3 separate regions of the Muntiacus reevesi genome follow, and all the other regions are linked to region 3. The links are chromatin contacts, called in public Hi-C maps. All regions are on one chromosome and are shown on one strand. Each heading gives the region's core, a stretch centred on a gene start, on an enhancer-like site or on the middle of the called end of the contact. The rest is flanking DNA. Distances are from core to core; before and after follow the strand shown. Region 1 holds the start of AKAP3 (A-kinase anchoring protein 3). Region 2 holds the start of RAD51AP1 (RAD51 associated protein 1). Region 3 holds the start of TIGAR (TP53 induced glycolysis regulatory phosphatase).

Region 1 (2,811 bases), core at 168-2,667, 240 kb after region 3:
TCCAAAATCAAATATTAGCAAAATGTAAGTGCTAAGTGAACACAGGATGAAGCCACAAAATCCGAGTGCAGCATTAGGAAACATCTTTGAAATAATCAAGTTATTTTCCTCTTCCAATTCACTTGGTAAGATGACAGGTCAGTAAGTAGTGGGAGTGAGGTAGAACGGGACCAAACAACCTTGCAAACCTAGTAACAAGCCACTCCCACTCACTTCATGTCTTTTGTTCATCCTAGCAAGGCAACCTCCTTTCTTAAAACACAAAGCACTGAAGAAATGACCAAGTCTGAAAAGATTCCCCCAAAGGAGCTTGTTTTCTGATATGCCCTAGGTAGATGTCTCAGGACATGTTGCTGATCGCTGTTCTTATTCCGGAATTTTGAGAGGCTGCCACGAAAAAAGGATTTAAAAACACAAGTCTTCATCTTCTCTTTCTGGAATTTCGGCAAGCTCTAGATACTACTTTTTAGAACAGTGCAAACTCCCAAGGATCCACAATTAAAAGACTATTACACACCCGTTGCTCTAGAGAGAGCCATCTTGAATTTCTTCCTAGAAAAATGTGCAGATGGCGTGTGCGAACCATCTGTCACGTCCGACTTTGCGACCCCATGGACTGTAGCCCGCCAGGATCCTCTATCCATGGGGATTCTCCAGGCAAGAATACTGGAGTGGGTTGCCATTTCCTCCTTCAGGGGAGCTTTTCCAACCCAGGGATCAAACCTGTGTCTCCAACAGGTCTCCTGCATTGCTGGCGATTCTCTACCCCTGAGCCACCGGGAAAGCCCTACTAACTTTTACAAGACATTTCGGGAGGTTCGCAGACTTCCGGAAGCCCGCTCCTGGGTCAGAGTCCAAGTTAAAAATCCCTGGATTCATGTCGGTTGGTGAGATAGGGGCTTTGGTAAATCATAGTACTTAAAACACAGGTGGAATGATACAACACGTCAGAGAAGTCGTCTCCGAGGTCACCCACGAGCAGAGACTTGAGCTCGTGACACGCCGCAGGAAAAGGGAACAGCAAGAGCCAAGGCCCCGGGGGACGGAACCTGCTCTTCGGACTCCACGAACGCATCTTTCCTCACGTGTATTTCTCTCCCTCACCTTTACTCTCCGCGTCCCCGCCCCTTCCAGTCCCCGAGTCCCCGGCTCTCTCCTGGAAAAGCTTCCAGGGCTCAAGTGCCGCCCCAGCGGACACTTTCAGGGAGCGATGAACTGAGAGGTGGGGAAGCTGGACTGCTGCCCTTGATTCGGTCTGTGGTTTATTCTGAACTTCAGGTTCCTCGAAACTCCGACGCCATCTTTACGGTCAGCTCCTGACATGGAACTCTGATCTCAAGACTTCTCTCTTTTCTCCCCTTTCCTCCGGGTCTCCCTCACATCTCTCAACCCCTTCCCGCGGTTTCCTACGCGCTCTTCTGAGCCACCGTCCACCCCACCCTCGGACCCGCCCCTTCCATTTCAGGTTGGCGCCTGCGCAGATGGCCGGGAGGATGCCTTTTGACCCAGCCTGGTAGCCGTAGTCGGCTGGAGCGCCGGCCGCGGTGGATTCTGGGAGAAGATGGCGGCCGCCGTTCACCCCCGAGTTGTCCGGGTCCTGCCAATGTCACGTAAGTGTCACCGGGAACGGCGGCCCGGGATGGTGAATCCGAGATGCGGGTCTAAAGTTTTGGGAGTGGCGCCGTGCTGCAGCGGTCGCGCTGAGTCGTGGGCCCCCTTGTTTTTCTAGGTCCGCAGCTGCCTCTGTCCGGTTTCTCCTTTCTCTCTCCTCCGGCTCATACATTAAGTTGTGCCCTTGGGAAGGGGTCTTCGCGGAGAGAATGTGAGCAACGCGAAGGGAAGAGGAGAAAGAAGAGGAGAAAGTGGGGGGCATGTAAAGGATCCAAAGACTCAGAGTACTGATGCGGCTGTAAGGTTGTTGTTTAGTTGCTTAGTCGCGTCCGACTCTTTTGAGACCCCCAGAACTGTAGTCCACCAGACTTCATTGTCCATGGGATTCTCCAGCTAAGAATACCGGAGTGGGTCGCCATCCCCTTCTCCAGGGGATCTTTCCGACCCAGGGATCGAACTCGCGTTTCCGGTGTCTTCTGCATTGGCAGGCGGATTCGTTACCTTTGGCCACCGGGGAAGCCTTGACTTTGGTATTATAAGAAATACTGGGCAGAGAAAGAGACATGCCTGTATAATATCGTTTATATGTAGAATCTAAAAAATAATGATGTAAATGATGAACTTATTTACAAAACAGAAACAGACTCACAGCCATAGACAAGGAGCTTATGTTTACCAGGGGAAAGGGTGGGTGCGGGGGATAGTTAGCGAGTTTGGGACTGACACGTACACACTGCTATGTTTAACACAGATTGCCTCAGATGACAGAGAATCCGCCTGCGATGTGGGAGACCTGGGTTCGATCCTGGTTTGGGAAGATCCCCTGGAGAAGGGCATGGCAACCCACTCCAGTATTCTTGCCTGGAGAATCCCCATGGATAGAGGAGCCTGGCGGACTACAGTCCATGGGGTAGCAAAGAGTCAGAACTGAGCGACTAAGCACAACGCAACCAACAGGGACCTACTGTATAGTGAAGAGAACTCTGCTCCACATTATGTAACAACCTAAATGGGAAGAGAGTTTGAAAAGAATAGATGTAAGTCTGTGTATAACTGAATCACTTTGCTGTACGCCTGGAACGGACACAGCATTGTTAGTCAACTATACTCCAATAGACAGTGATTTTTTTTTTTTAAAGAAAGAAATATTGAGGGGCAGGATAGGAATCTGAAATGGATGGGAAAAAAAGGGATAGTGGA
Region 2 (2,700 bases), core at 18-2,517, 150 kb after region 3:
CTCTTTCGACTTCCAACCTTCCTGAATGTTTTTCCTTTGCCCAGAGCACGCTTACTGTTCTTCTTTCCTTGGCCATGTCTCAGGTTAGACATGCCCCAGGAAACTTTTAACTTGTAGGACTGTCTTCATGCTTAATCAAATAATAAATACGAAGCATCTGGTAAACAAAACATGACCAGTAAATGGAAGCTGGTAAAAATAATAATGAAAGAAGCTTTTATATAAGAACATATCAGTTTTTAAAAAAATCAAAGGCTGCTAAGTACACATGATGCAGACAGAGGCAGTAAAGGAACATTTTGCTGGGAACTGAAAATTAATTGAATATGGGCTCATGGTCTCATTTTGTTTACAGTCAATATTCTAGGAAAACCAAAACCAATAGCTCTGGTTTCAGTTGATTAGCTCTTTAGAATTGTGTCTCAAAAATTGATACTTTAGTTATTTCTCCCCGGTTTGTTATTACTGCCTGCATGCCTGGGTGTGCTCAGCCGTGCTCCACTCTTTGCAAGCCCAGGGAAGGTAACCGGCCAGCTCCTCTGTCCATGGGATTCTCCAGGCAAGAATACTGGAGTGGGTTGCCATTTCCTCCTCCAGGGGATCCTTCCCATCCAGGGATTAAAAGCCACCCGGATTACCACAGAGCCACCTGGACCCTCCCGAGCGATGAAATCAAGGAAGATTTCCATACAACAATGGGATGGGAAAAGGAGAGCTGGACCGAACTCATTCAGCCAATAGAATGGAGGTTCGGCGGCTTGAGTGAGTCAGGGAAGGGAGGGCAGACTGTCGGGCCGAGAAGTCCCAGCCGAGTGAGGGGACCAGGCCCCCGATCGGCCCGAGGGAGCTTCCTTGCTCCGGTCACGAGCTCACCTCCTCTAGTTCCGAGTTCCCAGCTGTCCGCAGTACGGGTCGTGACCACCGGCCTTGGCCCTCGGCCCATCAGCTGACTGCTGCCTTGCTTTTACAGTCGGAAGATCCGCTACGGCAGATTCTTCCAAGTATTTTCCTCTTTCCTGGCAGTTCGTGGAAAATTCCTCGGTATAAATGTTCCCTTGTTCCATCCTGCCTACTTTTAATCATTTAAAACGTGTCGGAAGGTGTATTTATACTAATATTGTGCATTTTGGAGACCGCGCAGAGACAACTCTCGTTACGAAACTGAAGCGGCGAAACACAATCTTAGCTCTGGCAGACCGGATGCGGAAGGGCGGTGCTTGGGGAGGGCGTGAACTAACGCGCTCTTCTCAGAACGCATGCGCGGCAGCCGGAATGGCTGGCGAGGATTGGCGAGCCGCAGGACAGGCGGAACGCTCAGGGTTTGATTTTGGGCGGGAATTGGAACTGCCGCGGCGGCTGCCTGCTAGAGCCTGAGAGCTGCAGGTTTCCAGCCTCGGAGGGGACCATGGTGCGGCCTGCGAGGTGAGTAGCCCATGGAATCCGGCGAGTGTGGGGAGGAAGGTCAGGAAGACGCTGTAGGCCGCGTTTCCTGCACGGGATGGAGAGAAGGGCCCGAGGACCCAGGGTGGCGATAGTGGGACGAACAGGGAAACACTCCGGCCTCCAGTGAGAGCTCTCGCTCCTAGGAAGGGTCCTGTCAACCTAGCCGTTTCCTTCTCTTGGGCGTCCTTGACTGTTCCTGCCGTTTCTTTTACCCATCCCGTTCAACTAAGCTGATTACGCTTTGCATTTTACTGAGCTTCTCAGTTCAGTTCAGTGGCTCAGTCGTGTCCGACTCTTTGCGACCCCATGGACGGCATCACGCCAGGCCTCCCTGCCCATCACCAACTCCAGAGTTTACTCAAACTCAGGTCCATTGAGTCGGTGATGCCATCCAACCATCTCAGCCTCTGCCGTCCCCTTCTCCTCCTGCCCTCAATCTTTCCCAGCATCAGGGTCTTTTCAGATGAGTCAGTTCTTTGCATCAGATGGCCTGTTAATTCATTTGTTGGTCACTATACTTCTTTCAGATAGAAAGTTTAGGTCTTCTCATTTTATCAGTTTAAACCTCTGGACCTGAAAGTCAGTTTGCCTGAATCATACAGCTAGTAAGTTGCTGGGTAACAAGCAAATCTAAGCCAGCTGGCGCCAGATCCACTGTGTTTTCCACCAAGTGCTGTTGGAAATTCTTCCTCTACTTTACCTCAGTCGAGCACCATGGAGACCTAGGGTCAGCCATTCATTTAGTAGGGTTTCGAATATACTTACTTCTGCGCTGAAAGTATGTATTTACTAGGTATATATCCATATATTTAGGTGCTGGAGATTGCATTCTAAGGGGCTGAAAATAAACATGGCAGTGTGAGAGAGTGAGAGGAAGGAAAGCCTTATTTTAATTTTCATTAAAAACTTTTTTGAAGTGAGGTTATCTATAAGCTTGTGTCTCTGGTGTACAGCAAAGTGATTCAGTTTATATATATATTTTAATAAAACATATCTGTATACACACACATACACGTATGTATTCTTTTCCATTATGGTTTATTACAAGATATTGAATATAGTTCCCTGTGTTGTATAAATTTTTGTCTATCTGTTTTGTATATAATATTTGTATGTGCTAATCCCGAACTCCTAATTTATCCCTCCCACCACCTTTCCCGTTTGGTAATCCGAAGTTTGTTTTCCATGTCTCTGAGGTTGTTTCTCAGACTCACCATGTTTTAAATGTCTATTGCATGGTGAGCCATGGAGAAGGAA
Region 3 (2,700 bases), core at 132-2,631:
TATATTGTAAGCCATGGAAATCCCAGGATTAAGTTGTTACCATAACTTGGCCTATCCTGACTAATTCAGAATTCTATCATATGAGTTGCCACAACAAAGCATCCTTTTTTATTAAAACAAACAAACAGCATGTTATATATTCTCAACAAAAGTGTATCAGTGGTCATTTCTAGCTTATATCTAAACAAAGTTTAAATGAATTCCTTGTTCATTTTATAAACTAGTGTAATCTCTGAACTCTTGAATGAATAATGCAGAATAATGTCCATTCTTTCAAAGATTCCCATTTTTCAACTGTGTTTTTTCCTGATTCTCAAAGTTTATGAAAACATACATGATTTTTATAGGTAGTTCTTGGATAATTAAAAATTTCATATTATTTTAATTTTCTAAATTTTTCCAAAACAATTCTTTCCCCTTATATTATAAAGCTAATTTTCTAAAAGATGTTTGATTTATTTGACAAATGAATACAACTCTGAACACAAGGACAAATGGAAATTTATAGCCAAGGGTGGGCTACCCGGAGGCTCAGCGGAAAAGAATCTGCCTGCAATGCAAAAGACGCAGGTTCAATCCCTGGGTCGGGAAGATCCCCTGGAAAAGGAATTGCACCCTACTCCAGTATTCTTGCCTGGAAAATTCCAGGGACCGAGGAGCCTGGCGGGCTACAGTGCATAAGATCACAAAGAATCACACAGCTGAGCACACATGCGTAGCCAAGGGTGCAGGGTGAAGGATAGAATAGAAAATGAGGTAGAGAACGGAAAATATGACCATGAGGAACTAGGTGAGATATTGGCGAAATGGGGACAGAGAGGAACGTGATTTTATTAACAGAATGGAGGAAGAGGAGTTTGATTAGACATCAAGGGTGGAAGGATTCTCCAGCAAGTGGCTTCGCAGGATTTTTGGTAAAAATCGGGCCCTGCAGGCGAAGCAGGAGGCCTAGTCCAGATAGGGCTGCCAGGGGCCAAGCCTAGACTTTGCGCCCGGAGCAGGTCAGTCTAGGCGGAGCTGGGGGCTGAAGCCGGGTGGGTCTAAGCACGCTGCTGACCCCACGCCCCCAGTGCCAGCGGGTCACATAAACCCTAGGACCGAACGGGTCTGGAGCTGTACATCCACGAAGCAGGACTGCTGGCCGCACTCCAGCCTCCAATCAGACTAACCGCAATCGGAGCTGCCGGCAGCCTTATCATCTCGGAGCCTCCGACCCTGGATTTGCCCGGGCGCGACCCGCCTGCCGGGTCCGGGGCGGGGCCGTCGCACCTGCCGCGCTCCAATCACGGACCTGCGCGCAGCGGCGCACGCGCCACGGCCCTGGGCGGGATCTGGCCGCCCATCAGTCTTCGCGACCTGCCGGGCCCCCGCCTCCCTGATTGGCTGGTCCGGGAGTGACATAGAAGCCGCCTTCACCTATAGCTGCGGAGCCGGCCGGCGGCGCGGTGCGGAAGCGGCGGGGCTCGGCGGGCGCAGTGCAGGCAGCGGGTGCGGATTCTGGCGCCGCTGCGGTCCTTGCTCCTCTGGCTCCGGGCGTGGGCGGGATGACGCGCTTCGCTCTGACCGTGGTCCGGCAGTGAGTATGGCGGTCGCGGGCTGCCCTGTCCCTTCCGTGGCGTGCTGCGGGGCTGGGCCGGGGGGACCGAGGATCCGCACCCACCCCGCCAGTCCTGTCCCGTGGGTTCCCCCGCGGCTCGGCCGGGCTTTTTCTGGATGTTCCCCGTGAGTTACCCCCTTTCGGCTCTCCTGGCCCTGCGACGCCGTGGAGAAGGCCAGGGGTCAGATGTCATCGGTCTCCCAGTACGTGGGGACGGAGACGTCGGAAGGAGTGAGGTCAAGGTCCCCTTCCCCACCCCACCCTACCCCAGCTGCTGCTGCTGCTGCTGCTAAAGTCGCTTCAGTTGGGGGGCGGCTGAATCCGGAGACACAGGCGAGTCCCGGCACCTCCCGGGCGGCGCGTTTGCCCCCAGCTGGGCCCCCAGGGTCTGCAGCGTGGACTGGCCCGGGGCTGACCTTTCCCCTGCAGGCTCTGCTCCCACTCTGTCCCTTCGGTCCCCCAGGCTCGGGTCTGAGATTCTCTTCTTCCCGGCAGAGCTCCAATCACTGGGGGAGGAGCTGGGGGGGGAGGGTGGTGCGCCTCGCCCTGCTCTCAGCCGCCTGCACCGCCCTCAACAAATATTTTTAAACATACGTTATAGGGGCCAAATGCTGACATGTCTTGCCATGCCTTCCTTTTTCTTTTCGACTCTATATTTGCCCGATTTTAACTGAGTTCAGGGCGGTCAGGAGTACAGATTTTTCAAGCAAGGGCGACATAGATGGGAATCTGGGCTCCACCTGGGAGCCTTGTAACCTGGGCTTCCTTTAATCGACTTAATTTACCCGACCACAGTTTCCTGATTTATAAAGTGGGGATAGTGATAGGCCCCACACCACTGGGTTAGTGTGATCATTAAATGTTAGAAAGGTCAAGTTCATGGCACGGGGGAGGGGGATGGGGCATGTATGAAAATTAATGAACTTTTCTTTCTGTAAGGACAACTCTGATAAAAATGCAGCGAGTCTGAATAAAAATGTGTGTGTGGTTAATGGGACCAGCATTCTGAGTGGGTTCTGTGTAGCAGAGGACTGGGTTACAGGTAACTAAGATTCCATTTTTGACTTCTTGGAGCTTGCAAGGAACATCAGAATGGTCTAACC

The links. A called contact is a pair of places that touch in the nucleus more often than the background predicts.
Region 1: a Hi-C map of muscle shows a contact between it and region 3, with 4 times the contacts expected there. The contact joins the promoter of AKAP3 here to the promoter of TIGAR in region 3. A contact is called at or near these places in 2 of 3 Hi-C or Micro-C datasets (blood and muscle).
Region 2: a contact with region 3 is called in a Hi-C map of muscle, with 4 times the contacts expected there. The contact joins the promoter of RAD51AP1 here to the promoter of TIGAR in region 3. A contact is called at or near these places in 2 of 3 Hi-C or Micro-C datasets (blood and muscle).

The regions. Positions count from the first base shown.
Region 1 is chr1:49,153,496-49,156,306 of mMunRee1.1, reverse strand. AKAP3 (A-kinase anchoring protein 3) reads right to left here and starts at 1,417. Exons shown (of 5, transcript XM_065942536.1): 1 at 1-1,417. NDUFA9 (NADH:ubiquinone oxidoreductase subunit A9) reads left to right here and starts at 1,466. Exons shown (of 11, transcript XM_065942551.1): 1 at 1,466-1,610. The coding sequence starts at 1,562.
Region 2 is chr1:49,246,300-49,248,999 of mMunRee1.1, reverse strand. It overlaps RAD51AP1 (RAD51 associated protein 1), which reads left to right and starts at 1,267. Exons shown (of 9, transcript XM_065942577.1): 1 at 1,267-1,422. The coding sequence starts at 1,406. FERRY3 (FERRY endosomal RAB5 effector complex subunit 3) reads right to left here and starts at 1,086. Exons shown (of 14, transcript XM_065942600.1): 1 at 874-1,086.
Region 3 is chr1:49,395,215-49,397,914 of mMunRee1.1, reverse strand. TIGAR (TP53 induced glycolysis regulatory phosphatase) reads left to right here and starts at 1,381. Exons shown (of 6, transcript XM_065942614.1): 1 at 1,381-1,576. The coding sequence starts at 1,545.